Linked DNA regions of Cricetulus griseus: region 1 is linked to region 2. The links are chromatin contacts, called in public Hi-C maps. All regions are on one chromosome and are shown on one strand. Each heading gives the region's core, a stretch centred on a gene start, on an enhancer-like site or on the middle of the called end of the contact. The rest is flanking DNA. Distances are from core to core; before and after follow the strand shown. Region 1 overlaps Foxk1 (forkhead box protein K1). Region 2 has its middle 35 kb from the start of Foxk1.

What was found. Hi-C and Micro-C count contacts between places; a contact is called where the count stands out from the background.
Region 1: a contact with region 2 is called in a Hi-C map of the CHL-YN cell line, with 2.9 times the contacts expected there. The contact joins two enhancer-like sites. A contact is called at or near these places in 2 of 8 Hi-C or Micro-C datasets (the CHL-YN cell line and liver).

Annotation. Positions count from the first base shown.
Region 1 is chr4:79,022,372-79,025,228 of CriGri-PICRH-1.0, reverse strand. The region is part of intron 2 of Foxk1 (forkhead box protein K1); the gene reads right to left. Among named protein-coding and RNA genes, the nearest start is that of Ap5z1, 22 kb to the left of the region's middle. Within about 2 kb of position 1,593, at least 6 of the 6 cell types and tissues checked have open chromatin away from gene starts, as enhancers often do.
Region 2 is chr4:78,941,814-78,944,912 of CriGri-PICRH-1.0, reverse strand. No RefSeq gene overlaps it. Among named protein-coding and RNA genes, the nearest start is that of Foxk1, 35 kb to the left of the region's middle. Within about 2 kb of position 1,457, at least 6 of the 6 cell types and tissues checked have open chromatin away from gene starts, as enhancers often do.

The DNA of each region.
Region 1 (2,857 bases), core at 344-2,843, 80 kb before region 2:
CTGAAGAAGAAACCAAAGTTGCCAAGAAGACAAGCATACAGGAGGCTCCTTTTCTGGGGCACATGTGCAGAGCCCTCCATGGGTTCCTAAGCCTCAGACAGCACAGAACCCTATACCCCAAGCTCCCATGATAAAGTGCCACCTCTTCAAGTAATAGCAGAGCTTGCAGCTGGGCTTTAGCATGTCTGAATTTCCAGCTAAGTAAAAACAAGATTGATTTCTGTTTGCCTCCTACCACTCATGGGCTGCAGGACCTTGTGCAGGCCAGGTGTTCTACCCCAGATCTATATCCCCAGCCCCTAGTGCAAATCTGGTGGTAAAGCCACCCTCTGGATACCCTGGGCGGAGTCACACCTGAGGGCGGAGCTACTCAGGGCAGCACTCAATTGAAAACTTGTAAGTTGTTCATTTTCTGCAATTTTCCACTTGATATTTTTGGACTGTGAGTAACTGAAACCACAAGCAAGTGAAACCAAGGCTGGGGGCGGGGCAGGGCAGGGCAGGGCAGGGCGGGACACTAGACTTCTAACGCAGACTGGATGCCCTCCAAACGCAAAAGATCTCTGGAGAGCAAAAGAGAATGGAGTTAGCCAGCAATAAAGTTGAACTGTGCTAAAGTTACATGACTAAAGGGGTCAGGACTCTGCAGTCGATGCTAACTAACCTTTGCTATTTGTTTATATGTAGAGGGAGGCTAGGCACTGCACGGATGAGTTAACTTTCCTGATCCGGCCATGTGGATTCTGGGAACTCCGTCCCCAGGAGTTCTTGGCAGCAAGTACCTTTATTCACTGAACCATTTTGCCATCCTTTTTTATCTGTATTTTAGAGATAGGGTCTCTCACTGAACCTAGAGCATCCTGTTTCAGCTAGACTGGCTGGCCAGGGGACCCCACAGCACTGGGGTTACAGACACGACACTGGCTTGGTTTTTACTGGGGCACAAACACAAACGAGCATTTTACCCATGGAGCTATCTCGCCTGCCCTTTTTGTTTGTTTAAGACAAGATCTCCTCATGTAGCACAGGCTTGCCTCAAATTTGCAATCTTCCTGCCTCTGCCTCAGAGTGCAGGGATTGCTGGCAAGTGCCCCATGCCTGGATCCACAAGTATTTTCATGGCTGCTTTTAGAAGTTTGCTTAAGTGTACCCCCAAGGAGCCTGGTTTACCCTGAGTAACCTCAGCAAATGACTAGCTCCTTGATTTCCTAAAATCACTTGCTCTTCACAGATAGAAAGGTCAAAACACTGTCGAAGCCGCGGTTTCTTTCAAAGAGCTCATTCATTTGCTGGGCGGAGCCCTGCAGGCGGGGAAAAGGACTCCACCCCCCAACTCCCCCCCTCCACACACACCACCTTCCGCCAAAAAAAAAAAAACAACAACAAAAAAAACCGACGTACACACCACTCAAACCACAGCGGAACAACCCGCCCTGGGAAACACGGAGACGCCCAGGCCGGCCAGCAAAGCGGAGCCAGGGTCGGGTGGGGGTGGAGTGGAGGCAAGGGGGCACGGGGCAGGTACCAATCCTTGGGATCCACTTCAGGGAGGGAGGAGCCCCAGATGGGAGGTCCCCCCAGGCCTCAGTGCCCAGGTCGGCCAATAGGGACCCACTAGCAAAGCTCACCAAATTAGGCAAGCTGACTGCATAGGGCGGGACCCAGGGCTGCTGGCTGGGAAGTCAGGCCCTTTCCCCAAGCCAGCCCCGCCCTGGCTCCCGCGGCTTGGGAAAGGAAGGCCAGGGTGTGTTTGTAAACATGAGGGCTCCACCTCTACACAGAAACTCGAACTGAAAAGGTCTTGGCAGGCGCGAACCTCAGGCCTCAGAGCTTCACAAAAGCTCAATGGAATTCCACAGTGCAGAGATAAACGGATGTCAACAGAGATCTTTTGTTGTGATACTTAAAGGTCCAGGGCAGGTCCCAAGCCACCACCTCAACAGGTGACCAAGAACCCAGTCCCCTTCCCCCATGGGGACTTGTGGGAACTCTGAGGAGACAAGGATCTGCTTCCTCTCAGCAGGAATACGGTAGACATAAAGACCACACTCCAAGGAAGTAATGGGGCCACCAAAGTACCAACTGCTCTGCAGAGGGGGCTAGGGTCTTCACAACCACTGTCCCACCTGACCAAAAGCCATACCAACGTCGTTTTGGTCAGGTTTTGTTTTTAAGACAGTCTCTTGTAATCTACGATGGCTTCAAGCTCTCTACATAGCTGAGGATAACACAGCTTCCTCCTGCTGCCACTTCCCCAGAGTGGGATTCGCATGCACCACAGTGCCTAGTGTTACACAGTGTTGGGGATAAACCCAGGGCTTCCCGTGTGCCAGACAGACACCCTACCAAGCCGGCAATCCCCAACTCCCACTACTGTTTTTATCTGGACAGACGAAGGACTATCTCTGAGTTTGAGGCCAGCCTGGTCTCCTTAGTGAGTTCCAGGTCAGCCAGGGCCACACAGTGAGATCCTGTCTCAAAAACAAACAATGCTAAAAATAATCCTATTCAATCCCATAATCTTGCACCCTAGTACTGGATATTGAGCCTAGAGCTTCCCCCAACCCCCTCTCTCGATTTTGAGATGAGGTCTCATTATGTAGGCCTGGTCTGTCTCTAAGACACTATGTAGACCAGGCTAGCCTTGAACTTCTATGGGATTCTCCAGCTTCTGCCCTCAAGTGCTGGTATTCCAGGCATGTACCATCATGCCCGACTAAACTCAGGGTCCCTTCCAGGATAAGGAAGTAATTGTTCCACCACCCAACTCATCCCACTCCTCTTTATTATAAGATGGGGTACCACTAAGTCACCTGGATTGGCCTTGAACATAAGCTTTTCCTAGAGTCACACTTTC
Region 2 (3,099 bases), core at 208-2,707:
AAAAAAAAAAAACCAAACCAAACCAAACAAACAAAAACAAACCAAAGACAAAGAAAGAAAAAGAATGAGAGGTGTGTTAGCCGGGCAGTGGTGGCACACACTTTTAATCCCAGCACTTGGGAGGCAGAGGCAGGCGGATCTCTTTGAGTTGGAGACCAGCCAGCCTGGTTTACAAGAGCGAGTTCCAGGACAGGATCCAAAGCTATACAGGGAAACCCTGTCTTGAAAACATACCCCCCCCCAAAAAAAAAAAAAAAAAAAAAAAAAACGAACAAAAAGCAGAGGTGTGAATGTGAGGGCCTCCCACTCATTCCATATGGTGTTATTCAATCAAGGTCAAGCCAGCAGGCCTTTCTCTGGTTACAAGGGAAGCTATACACAGTCACAACTGTGTGTGTATATATTTTATTTTGAGCCATGTTTTCATATATCCCAGCCTGGCCTTCCTTGCTAGGTAACTGAGGATAACCTTGTCCTTCTGATACTCCTTGCCTCAGTCTCCCAAGTGCTGGGATAGGAGGTGTGTACCATGGCTTGTCACTTTATTTCAGAGGGGTTCTCCCTATACAGTCCAATCCAGTTTGGAGCTCAAGATCCTCCTGCCTCAGCCTTCCAAGTGCTGAGATTACAAGTGTTACCAAGCCTGGAATACTTGTTTATCTATTCTGTAAACTTCAAATCTTTTTAGAGCAGGGTACAAAGGGCCCGTGAGAAGGCTCAGTTGGTAAAGGTGCCCACTGATCTGAGTTGAGTCTCCAGAACTCACAAAAGTAGGAGAGGACAGACTCCAACAGGTTGTCTTCTGACCTCCACATCCACAATAGCTAATAAACGGTTAAAATATTAGGATAGTGCATAAAGTTTAAAAAGGCAGCAACCTAAAATCCAATAACCTATTTAACAATTACATGGAGCGCTTGGACAGCAGCCGAGTCTTCAGTAGGATCTCATAAACACAATCGCTAAGACTAAGTGCTATAATAAAGCGCCTGTAATATTTTAATAACTTCCTCTTCGAACCGTTCACTTATGATTGAATGTGTACTGAGAGTGGAACATGGAACCTGCAGGCAGCCGGCCACACAGGCGGCGCTCTGCATGGATCCCACCCGCAGAGTGCTCGTTCCTCCATCCATCCATTCATCCCTGGCCGGGCAGCGTTATCTCCGAGGCCCCGCCCACACCGCAGCAGCCTCCGCTTTACACGTGATCGCGGACCACCGTTCCCTCTGCCCCGCGTGGGTCAGGAAACGGCAGGCGTGCTCAGTCGGGACACCGGAAGGCGGCGGGCGCGGCGCTCGGCGCACGCGCAGAAGGCAGCAGGCGCCGCCAGGGGGCACTGCGGATGCCGTGGGGGAGGGGCGCGCCGCCGCGCGGGACCACGTGCGCACCACGTGGCGCCGGGCAGTCCGGGGGCCGTGGCAGGGTCGCCCTGTTGGCCACCCCACAGCCCGCGTGGGTGGCGGAAGCCGTTCTCGCCGTCTGCTCCCCGTGCCCGCTGACCTCTGACCTCCGACCTCACTGTCTTAGGGTTACCCCTCGCCGCCGGTCGCGCGGTGTGTTTATAAACAGAACTCCCGGTGGGAGCGAAACCCCGGATCGCTGGATTCAAACCCAGGGGAACGGAGCCTCCGCACATGCGCAACCGCGGCCACATTCGCGCATGCGCACCGAGGCCCGGCGCGGGTGGCTGTCCCCGCCCAGTGCGTCCTTGCGCAGTGCCGGGTGACTCTTCCGGGAAGTGGGGGCCGGAAGGTTAAGTAGTGACCACGCACGAGACAGAATGCTGTCTGCTTCTCTTGATCGTAGTGTCCCCAGTGGACACAGCGAACCTGGCAGCAGAGGATCCTGAGGAATCCGATTAGTACAACACGAGGAACGCGCGCGCATTGCATGTTTTATTTGAAAAATGGGAGGAAATTAACACTGTATGATGAGCCTCGAGGACGTTGTGCAAAAGGTGACTCACACTTGTAATCTCAGCAGCTGGGGATGCTGAGGCAGGATGACGAGTTCGAGACCAGCCGTAGGCTACATGAGCCTGCTTCTAAGAGGTCCCTGGAATAGTTAACAGTCACAGGAAGTAGAAAGGTGGCTTCAGGGATTAAGGAGGGGGAAATGAAAGTGTTTAATAGGGACAGAGTACTTTCTCGGGAAGTTAGGAAAGTTCTCGGCATGGAATGTACCGTGGGAATGTACTTTGCCACAGAAGACTGTTCTTAGAAACGGCTACGGTGTCCCGGCTGTGGCTTCGTGGGCAGAGTGCTTGCTTAGTATTGAACCCAAGACCACAAAACCAGGCATGGTAGTGCATTCCCGAAATCCCAGCCGGGTTCTGAAGTTTCTTACATGTCAGGTCGGGTGCTTGTTCCTTCTCACTGGGAGGATAATGTGCACCCTTTCTGTGAGCCACTGGGCTCTCACCTTTGTCCGTGTGAATCCTCCACCCTTAAACAATACCCAGTTTAAGCCCCTATTAGATTAGTCTCTTACCTCCCTAATACTAGCCTGGGGCTGCAGCCCTCACTCTCCGCCATCTCTGGTTTGTATTCATTTTATAAACGCGTTCTTGCTTACTAGACACTAGGTATTATGCAAGGAGGTAGGTGACCCACACAGGTAAGGACTTCACTTCAGGGACTTTCTACTCTAGTGGAGAAAATTGTTGACAAAGACAAAAATGTCAAGTGGTGACTGCTGAAAGAAAGGGTGATTTTAATTAAAATTTTATACATTTTTTTTAGATTTAAAAAATAATTTATTCTCATATATTACATACTGACCACAGTTTGTCCTTCCTCCTTACCTCCCAGTGCCTCTCCCTCTGTCCCCTCCCTGTCCATTCCTGCATTTCCCTTCAGAAAAGGACAGGCCTTTCAGGAATAGCAACCAAACATGGCATATAAAGTTGCAATAAGACTAGGCACCTCGGCTAGGTATTGGTGGCACACGCCTTTAATCCTAGTACTTGGGAGGCAGATGCAAGCGGATCTCTGTGAGTTCGAGGCCAGCCTGGTCTACAGAGTGAGTTCCAGGACAGGCTCCAAAGTAATACAGAGAAACTCTGTCTGGAAAAACAAAAAAAAACAAACAAAAAAG